Regions from separate parts of the Mus musculus genome. Here region 2 is linked to region 1. Evidence: chromatin contacts called from public HiChIP or PLAC-seq data. All regions are on one chromosome and are shown on one strand. The core of a region is the stretch at or near the end of the contact, and the rest is flanking DNA. Distances in the headings are between cores, read along the strand shown. Region 1 has its middle 13 kb from the start of Shoc1. Region 2 has its middle 16 kb from the start of Ptbp3.

Region 1 (4,172 bases), core at 169-2,668:
TCCAATTATATCACTACATGAATGTTCATACTTCATTGAACCTGTGCACAAAATGACCTACAAAATGCATGAACCTATAAAATGAAACTTATAAAATTATATGAACTAAATGCAAAAGGATTCATACTATATGATTCTAGTAGTATGACATATTTAAAATAATCAAATTTATAAAGGCAGAAAATTCACAGTGGTTACCAGGAGCTGTAGGGGAAGGTATTGGAAAAAATCGAGAGATATTGTTTAATAGGTAATATATGGGAATTTCAGTTTGGGATGATCATATAAATATGATTACTGTTATGAATTATATAGCAATGATATACTTATGTATGGTTTAAAGGGAAGTTTTTGCTTAATTTTATGGTAATTTTTAAGAATCTAGTTTTTAAAAGTTCTGTGTCCACCAAAAAGTAGACAAAAATAAGGCTGGGGAGATAGTTGGTTAAAAAAATTATAAAATATAGATTTCTCCATGAAAGCATTCAGAATAGTTGGGGCTTGTTTTGCTTTGTTTTGTTCTTGTTTTTATTGAGGCAGGTTCTCTGTATGTAGCCTTAGCTGTTGTGAAGCTCATTATGTAGATCAAGGTGGCCTCAGACTTAGGGAATCCACCTGCCTCAGCCTCCCAAATGCTGTGCTTAGCGATGTGCATCACCATGCCCAGCGCCATTCCATATATTGTGGAAGTTACTAGTCTATGAGCAGTTCATCTGGTTCTGTCTAAGCCACCTCATAAAGATGAAAATGATGTTAGTCCATATGATAGCTTCAAAATATGTAAAACTCCTATCACCCAAGCCCTTCCCATTGGAAGCTTTGTCGGTCACCTGGTCTAGGGAATGCCCTCTTCATAATGCCAGGTAACTCTGACTGCCACATTATTTCGTGTAGGAGTCAAAGTTAGGCTTTAAAGATCAGTTTATAAGTTTGAAGTCAGGTGATAATAAAACAACTGAGATCAACCTAGAAACTTCCCTCTCATGATGTAAGACTGCCTAGCTCCCTTGTCTCTGTCCTTTAAGTGCTGAGCAGGCAATTAGCCCATGCCTCGTTTAAAAACAAGGGAGACAAAAGTAGAAATAGTTTTTACACCCCATTGTCCTACAGGAAAGGTATCTCAGCAGTCCTGCCCCAAGCGAAGCACATTGGTTCTGTCTGGGACAGATATTCTGAACCTGAGCTCCATAATGGCCTCAATCATTTGACCATGGCTCAAGGGAATGCAAAATTCAGGAACAGCTAATTAAATCTACACTAGAAACAAACGAGCGATATTCAGATGTTTCTTATTCTACCGAAAATGAACTTATCTTCTCCTGCAGATTTTATGCAAAATCTTGACCACTTCCTGTAGGGAAGTATGTTTCCCTTCAGTGTCCCGTTCTGCTGTATATACTGATGACTTTTGAACCAGACATAAAGCTTGGTAACCCCCTCCCGCAAGGCCTAAAATATTAACTCTTTCTGATCCTAAATGCCTCTAGGATATCTTCCAGAATATGTCTTTCAATATAAAGTCTGAAAACTTGGAGATTTTGAGGAAAAGGCAAATGGTTTTCCAAACTGTTAGAAGTCCTGGAATCTATATTAAGAAATACTTAGGAAAGTCACAACCCACCTGTGAGACAGACTTCAAATGAGGATGGCAGATGGGACAATTTCACCATGACAGACCATTGCTGTCCCTACACCTCTATTCATGGAAAGGTTAATGACCTAAAAGCCTCAGGCAAGCTGAGAAACTCCAAACAGAGAAGTTGACACAGTAGGCAGTTAGAAGCTGGCAACCTTCTGACAGGAAAGTCAACATGTCAGAACCTCCATGGTGTTTACCTGAGGTATTGGGAGAAGATCTGCATATGGTGTTTTACACCCCCAAAGTTCCATTTTCTGCCATTTAACACCCCCCCAAAACAGGCACACCCTTGCCATGCTGTTTCCTCTCCCAAGGAAAGATTGCTGCCCTTCGTTGTTCTAAAAGGGACAATCTGCTTCTCTTGAGCTTGATTTCCTCTTTTAGTCTCACAATCCTCATCAACCGTTTAAATATTTATAAATATTAAATATCATTTATATATAGTACAAATGGAGAACACCAAAAGATATAATAACACTCAAACACCAGATACATAAAATCTAATAAAGGAATGGGAACACAGACCAGTGACAAGCACTGGAGCTGGAAGTTTGGTTTTGAGAGAGGTTGTAAATGTTATGTGTGAGATAGACAAACACACACCCTTGAGCTCTGTGAAGAATGATGGAAGTGTGCTCCTAACTGCTGCTTGGGATCAAAAGTTCTAATGAGCTGTAGGCATAAAGTGCAGTGGGTCCAGGCCCAGGTTATAGCCTTCCAACCAGGAAATGAGCCAGCACACCATATGCTGGCTGTAACTAGACCTTCCCTATTCGTGGTTTGGTTTGGTTTTGGTTTTGGTCTTTTTGAGACATGGTTTCTCTGTGTAGCTCTGGATACCCTGGCACTTGCTCTATAGACCAGGCTGGCCTTGAACTCACAAGAAATCTGCCTGTTTCTGCCTTAAGAGTACTGGGATTAAAGGTGTGCCCCACCACTGCCCAGCAAGTTTCCCTGTCTTTAATGTCATCTGCACCCTACTTCTGTGAGATGGAGTTCTGAAGAAGGGCCTGAGGGTGCATAGTGAATAAATAAAACAGCAAATAGGGAAGGAAGAGTGAGGAGGGCCAGATAGTGTAATAAGTTCCCACTTAAATTCCAAACCATGAACTTACCGTGAATGAATAGAGGTGACAACAACCAAAATAGCACTTCACCCAGAGTAGTTTCCTATGGACAATCAAACCAAAGTGAGGATATTTAAATACATCAAGTAGAACAACTTCCTTTTAAAATATAAGATTATAAAACAGCATAGGTATAAATGGATCTAGAACAAGGGCATATCTAAAATAGACAACTCAAAAATCTGGAAATAAGAAAATACAAAGTAGATATGTTGGCAGTTGCCTCCAACACCAGGACTCAGAAAGCTGAGGCAGGAGGATCACAACTGTAGGCCTGGACCACATAGCCAGACTCTTGCCAAAAGACTAAGAAGTGGTAAAGCACTTTAATCCCAGCACACAGGAGACAGACTCAGGTAGATCTCTGTGAGTTGCAGGCCGGACAGGGCTACAGAACGAGGCCCTATCTCAAAGCCAAACAAAATAAATTAAAAATATAATAACGCAAAGCGCCACCCTCCCAAATATCATCTGAGAAAGCAATGAACACCTTATACAGCATGGCTGAATGCAAACATCGGATTCAATAAAACAGACCACACACTGTAAAGTAAACAGTAAAAGCTTATAGACTTATTGTAAGTAAGAACGTATTGTTTATTTATATGAAATATCCAAAAAAGAAAATCTAGAGACATACAAATTAGTGATTTCATGAACCTGAGGAATCGAACCAGTACTGACTAAATTAAACATGTTATCTTTTGGGGATATAGAGACATTCTAAACCTGGATTGTGGGAGTGAAACACAATTTTATAAACTTACTAAAAATGTTCCAATTATAAATCTAAATTAAGTAAACGTGTGGAAGTGCTATATAAGTTAAGTGTAGGGGCAGGAGAGATGGCTCAGTGATTAAGGGTACTAGTGTTTCTTCCAGTAATTCTGAGTTCTTTTCCCAGCAACTACATGGTAGCTCACAACCGTCTGTAAGATGATCTCATGCCTCCTGATGTGCATGAAGACAGAGCATTCATATACATAAAATACACAAGTAAATACATTTTTAAAAAATTAACACTAAATGATGTTAAAATTGTATCATTGGAATACAAAGGTGTTATATTTTGGATACTCACTAAATTGCACACAATTAAAATTAGAAACTAAAGACATTCCAGGGAACTTGATGCAGAAAGGCAATGATTAAATATCAGAGAGCATTAAAATACATGAAAAATAGGATTAGGGAGCTAGCACAGTGGAAAAAATACTTGCTGGGTGAGTAGAATTCAGATCCCCAGAACCCATGTAAGAGCCAGGCATGTGCAGCAAGCATCCTGTAATCCCAATGGTCTGGAGACAGAAGATGAGGACCTTAGGCTAACCTAGCCAGAACTGGTGAGCTCTGGGCAGAACGAGAGGTCCTAACCAATCAGTAGCTACTAAGAAGAGCACACTATT
Region 2 (4,033 bases), core at 1,160-3,659, 410 kb after region 1:
CAGTGGATTGTGGGACTCATTCCTTCCTCTGCCTGTTTTCTTCCTGGCCGTGAATAAGTCTCAGTTTACTCATGAGACATGAAGCTCTGCCACACGGTTCTCCAGTGATGTGTGTGCCTCCTCACATGGAACTAAAATAAAAGCATTTGGGCTAGAGTGCATGGACTGGAAACTCCAAACCTCTCCATAAGCTGATTATCTTAGGTGTTCATTAGATTAAAAGAAAAGCGACTGGCACAGTCCCCTGCTGATTTCATGAGAATCCCTTTAGGTAAGACTCGAACTCAGAAACGTTCTAAAGTTCTCCCAAGTTATTTTAATCTGTATTCAAGGTTAAGAACTACTACAGTAGGCCAAGCATTGTAGTGACACACAACTTTAATCCCAGCACTCGGGAGGCAGAGGCAGAAGCATCTCTATGTGGTTGAGGACAGCCTGGTCTATACAGTAAATTCCAGGACAGCTAGGGCTTCACAGTGAGACCTGATCTGTCTTGGAGGGGAAGGGAGCAGCACCAATCAAAAAGGAAAAAAAAGCAAACAACAAAACAACAACCACAATACCAAGCAACTTCTGAGCTTAAAGTTTATTCTCTTGAAACTCCTCACAGGAATAACAATATGAACCAGCCAGTCCCCCCCACCCCCCAGAGCTCCCAGGGACTAAACCACCAACCAAAGAGAACGCATGGAGGGACCCATGGCTCCAGCTGCATATGTAGCAGAGGATGGCCTTGTCAGACATCAATGAGAGAAGTCCTTGGTGCTGAGAAGGCTTGATGCCCCTGTGTAGGGGAATGCCAGGACAGGGAAGTGGGAGTGGGTGGGTTGGTGAGTAGGGGGAGGGGAAACGAGGGGGATAACATTTGAAATGCAAATAAAGACGATATCTAATTTTTTAAAAAAGGAAAAAAAAAACTTCTCATCAAATGGAGAGAAGTGGGGGGCAGTACACACTGAAAGGTGGGGGATAGAAACCTCACTCATGCACTCAGAAGTGAAGCAGAAATCAGGACATCCCACATCCTCAAACAGGCAAAAATGAAGGGGATTCATCTCCACCAGACTGGCCCCATAGAAACAATGAGAGGTGTCGTACCCCATCAGTGGAAGGCTGCTATCCACTCTGGGAGGTGTGAGCACGTGTGAAAGCTCACAACAGAGCACACACACCTGGGAAAGAAAATCAAACCTCAGCATTCTGAAAACCACCAAACCACAGAGACAGCAAGAAAGGAACAAATGTACCCAGAACCACCAGGAGAAAAACCAGTAAGCGTCTCCTCACTTATCAACAACCACCTTGGATACAAACAGATTATTTACTCAATGAAAGGTATCAGTGAGAAAGGCTCACTGGATGGACTTTAAAAAATGCAGACAGTTACATGTGGTCTATAGGAAAGCATCTTCGCTGGGAAAGGAATACACAGATAAAAAAGGGAGGGGTGGGAAAAGAGCACCATGCAAACGTAAGTCAAAAGGAAATCGGAGTTACTATAATTGTATTAAATTTAACTCAGAATTTAATTGTGTTAGATTAAAATTTATATTTAAAACGTTAATGAGCTGGGCGTGGTGGTGTACTCTTTTAATCCCAGCAGAGGCAAGTGCTAAAGCAGGTGGATGAATCTCTGTGAGTTTAAGGCCAGCCTGGTCTACATAGCTAGTTCTAAACCAGCCAGAGCTACATAGTGAGACCCTTATCTCAAAAAAATAAAAAAAAAATAAGTAAATAACAAACTGTTGAATAAACTGTATGTGTCTGTAATCTTAGCACGAAGGAGGTAGAGGCAAGGCCAAAAGGTTAGTGTTGGTGGGCTGTAGTTTAATCGCAGCACTCGGCAGAGGCAGAGGCAGAGGCAGAGGCAGAGGCAGAGGCAGAGGCAGAGGCAGAGGCAGAGGCAGAGGCAGAGGCAGAGGCAGAGGCAGAGGCAGAGGCAGAGGCAGAGGCAGAGGCAGAGGCAGAGGCAGGCAGATCTCTGTGAGCCTAGTCTACAGAGAAAGTTCCAGACAGCCAGAACTACAAAGAGAAACCCTGTCTTGAAAACTCAGCCTGGGATTCATAAGACCATGTCTTTAAAAAAAAAAAAAATCCAACAGTCAATGAAGCTGTCTCTTCATTAATGAGTGAATAAAATAATAAAGGAAAGAATTCAACAGGAAGAAATAGCTATTCTAAATTCATAAATACACAATGAACTCAGCAGCACTCAGCTATAGAATACAAGCACTATTAGCTATAAAAAGAGAGACAAATTAGAATATATTCAGACCCTTTTTATATCTTCTATTAATATATAATTATCCAAACCAAAATATCCACAAGGAAACATTAAGTCTATACTATATGCCAAAATGGTCTAACAGACTGTTGACCTTGCCTGTCCCCAGCAGGCTGCAGAATAAGCTGTAGGGTATACACTTTCTTCTCGTCAGCAAGTGAGCCATCCTCTAGGGTAGACCATAGGCTAGGATATATATAATTCGAATCTCAGCAAATTCAGTAGAATTTAAATCGTGGCATTATCTTCTCTGAGATAAGAGTCAGCAAGAGAAGCTTTAGAAATTGTACAAATACGTGTAAATTAAGCAACATTCTCATGAATGAACAAGCCATTGAAAAATAAAAAGGGGAAGTTTAAAATGTCTTGAAAGGAATGAAAATGAAAACACAGCATATTGAAACCTTCAGGATTCAGTTAAAGAAACAAAAAAACAAAAAAACAAAAACAGTGCTCAGAGGAAGTCTACAGGAAAGAGTGCTTGCATCAACAAAGTAGATTGCAGACACACAACGGAACAATGTATCATTCGGAACTAGAAGATAAGAACAAAGCAGAACTTAGTGAAAAAGAAAGAAATTACAAATAAGCACATTCTATGACAAGCCTGGGGCTATGGAGGCTCGGGTAGTAAAATGCTCACACTGAAAACACAGGGACCTGAGTTAATTTCCAGAATCCTTATACAAAAAGTCCCGAGTGGTGGCCTGTTGGGTGGCAGAGACAGTTGGATCCCTTGGGGCTCCTTGGCCAGCCCAGCTAGACTAGCCAGTGAGCTTAAATTTAAGACCCCAAACTATGTAACCAGTGGAAGGAAATAGAGGAGAAATGCCTTAGAACAACAGTATTGACGAAGATCTTTTGGGTCTGACCCTTAAAGCACAGGAAACGAAAGCAATAATTGACCATACACACAAATAAATAATAGATTTAAAAAAATATACCAAATAACTGGTGAATATGAAAAGAAAGGGAGACTCACATGCTGTTGGTGAACATATGAATTAATATTGCTACTATTATGGGTAACTTCATTGAAGTGTCTCAGATAATTGACGAGCAAGTTTCTGGTTGTGTCATATGGTGCAGACTTAGGTGGTGTTTTGCTGAGGCAAGACCTGTGAGAGGATACATGGTGTTTGGAAAGAGTGTAAATAGGACTCAGCAGACAGTGACAATACAACTGCATAGCTCTTTGTTGGTCTTGCGTCTTCACTGGTCTTCACTTTGTGAGAGAGGCATGGCAGAGAACTCCAGCTGGTCCTGGTCGCTTCCACTGACTCCTGCTGATTTGGTGGATGCCTGGCAGTTTCTGCTGGATCGTGCCACCACTGCTGATTCATGCTTTCTATCCTGACACCACTGAACTGGACTGCTGGCATCCTGACAAATGGAGATTGAAATGACCCCAATGAACTACTTCTAAACAGGTCCGCATCCCCTTGTCCAAATCTTTTCTCCCTACCTTTGGACAGTGAGCTAGATAGAAAGGAGAGTCAAAGCATTTGAGAACCCTTATTAAAGTAGGTTTTTAAAAAAATCTAAGCCTATGGATAACTAGAACTTGAAGCACCCTATGATCCAGTAATCCACTTAAAATCTACACACTAAAGATCAATGTATATGTTTAATATATCTGTACTCACACATATTGCAGCCAAGAAATGGTTCATGCCTGCAGTCCCAGTACTCAGAAAGCTGCCATCAATTTAAGGCTAGCCTGGACCTCAAAAATAAGACCTGCAGGGC

What was found. HiChIP or PLAC-seq counts read pairs in DNA pulled down with a chosen protein or histone mark.
Region 2: an H3K27ac HiChIP or PLAC-seq map of the HPC-7 cell line shows a contact between it and region 1, with 8 times the contacts expected there. The contact joins two enhancer-like sites. A contact is called at or near these places in 7 of 39 promoter capture datasets (the C10 cell line, the HPC-7 cell line, cranial neural crest and 4 more), 3 of 115 datasets of contacts at active chromatin or transcription factors (the HPC-7 cell line, bone marrow-derived macrophages and embryonic basal ganglia) and 2 of 9 other capture datasets (embryonic stem cells and liver).

The regions. Positions count from the first base shown.
Region 1 is chr4:59,149,758-59,153,929 of GRCm38.p6, forward strand. No RefSeq gene overlaps it. Among named protein-coding and RNA genes, the nearest start is that of Shoc1, 13 kb to the left of the region's middle. Within about 2 kb of position 1,419, at least 21 of the 459 cell types and tissues checked have an H3K27ac peak or open chromatin away from gene starts, as enhancers often do. A contact at or near this core is called in the HPC-7 cell line and bone marrow-derived macrophages, where this site is marked.
Region 2 is chr4:59,563,207-59,567,239 of GRCm38.p6, forward strand. No RefSeq gene overlaps it. Among named protein-coding and RNA genes, the nearest start is that of Ptbp3, 16 kb to the left of the region's middle. Within about 2 kb of position 2,410, at least 28 of the 459 cell types and tissues checked have an H3K27ac peak or open chromatin away from gene starts, as enhancers often do. A contact at or near this core is called in the HPC-7 cell line and bone marrow-derived macrophages, where this site is marked.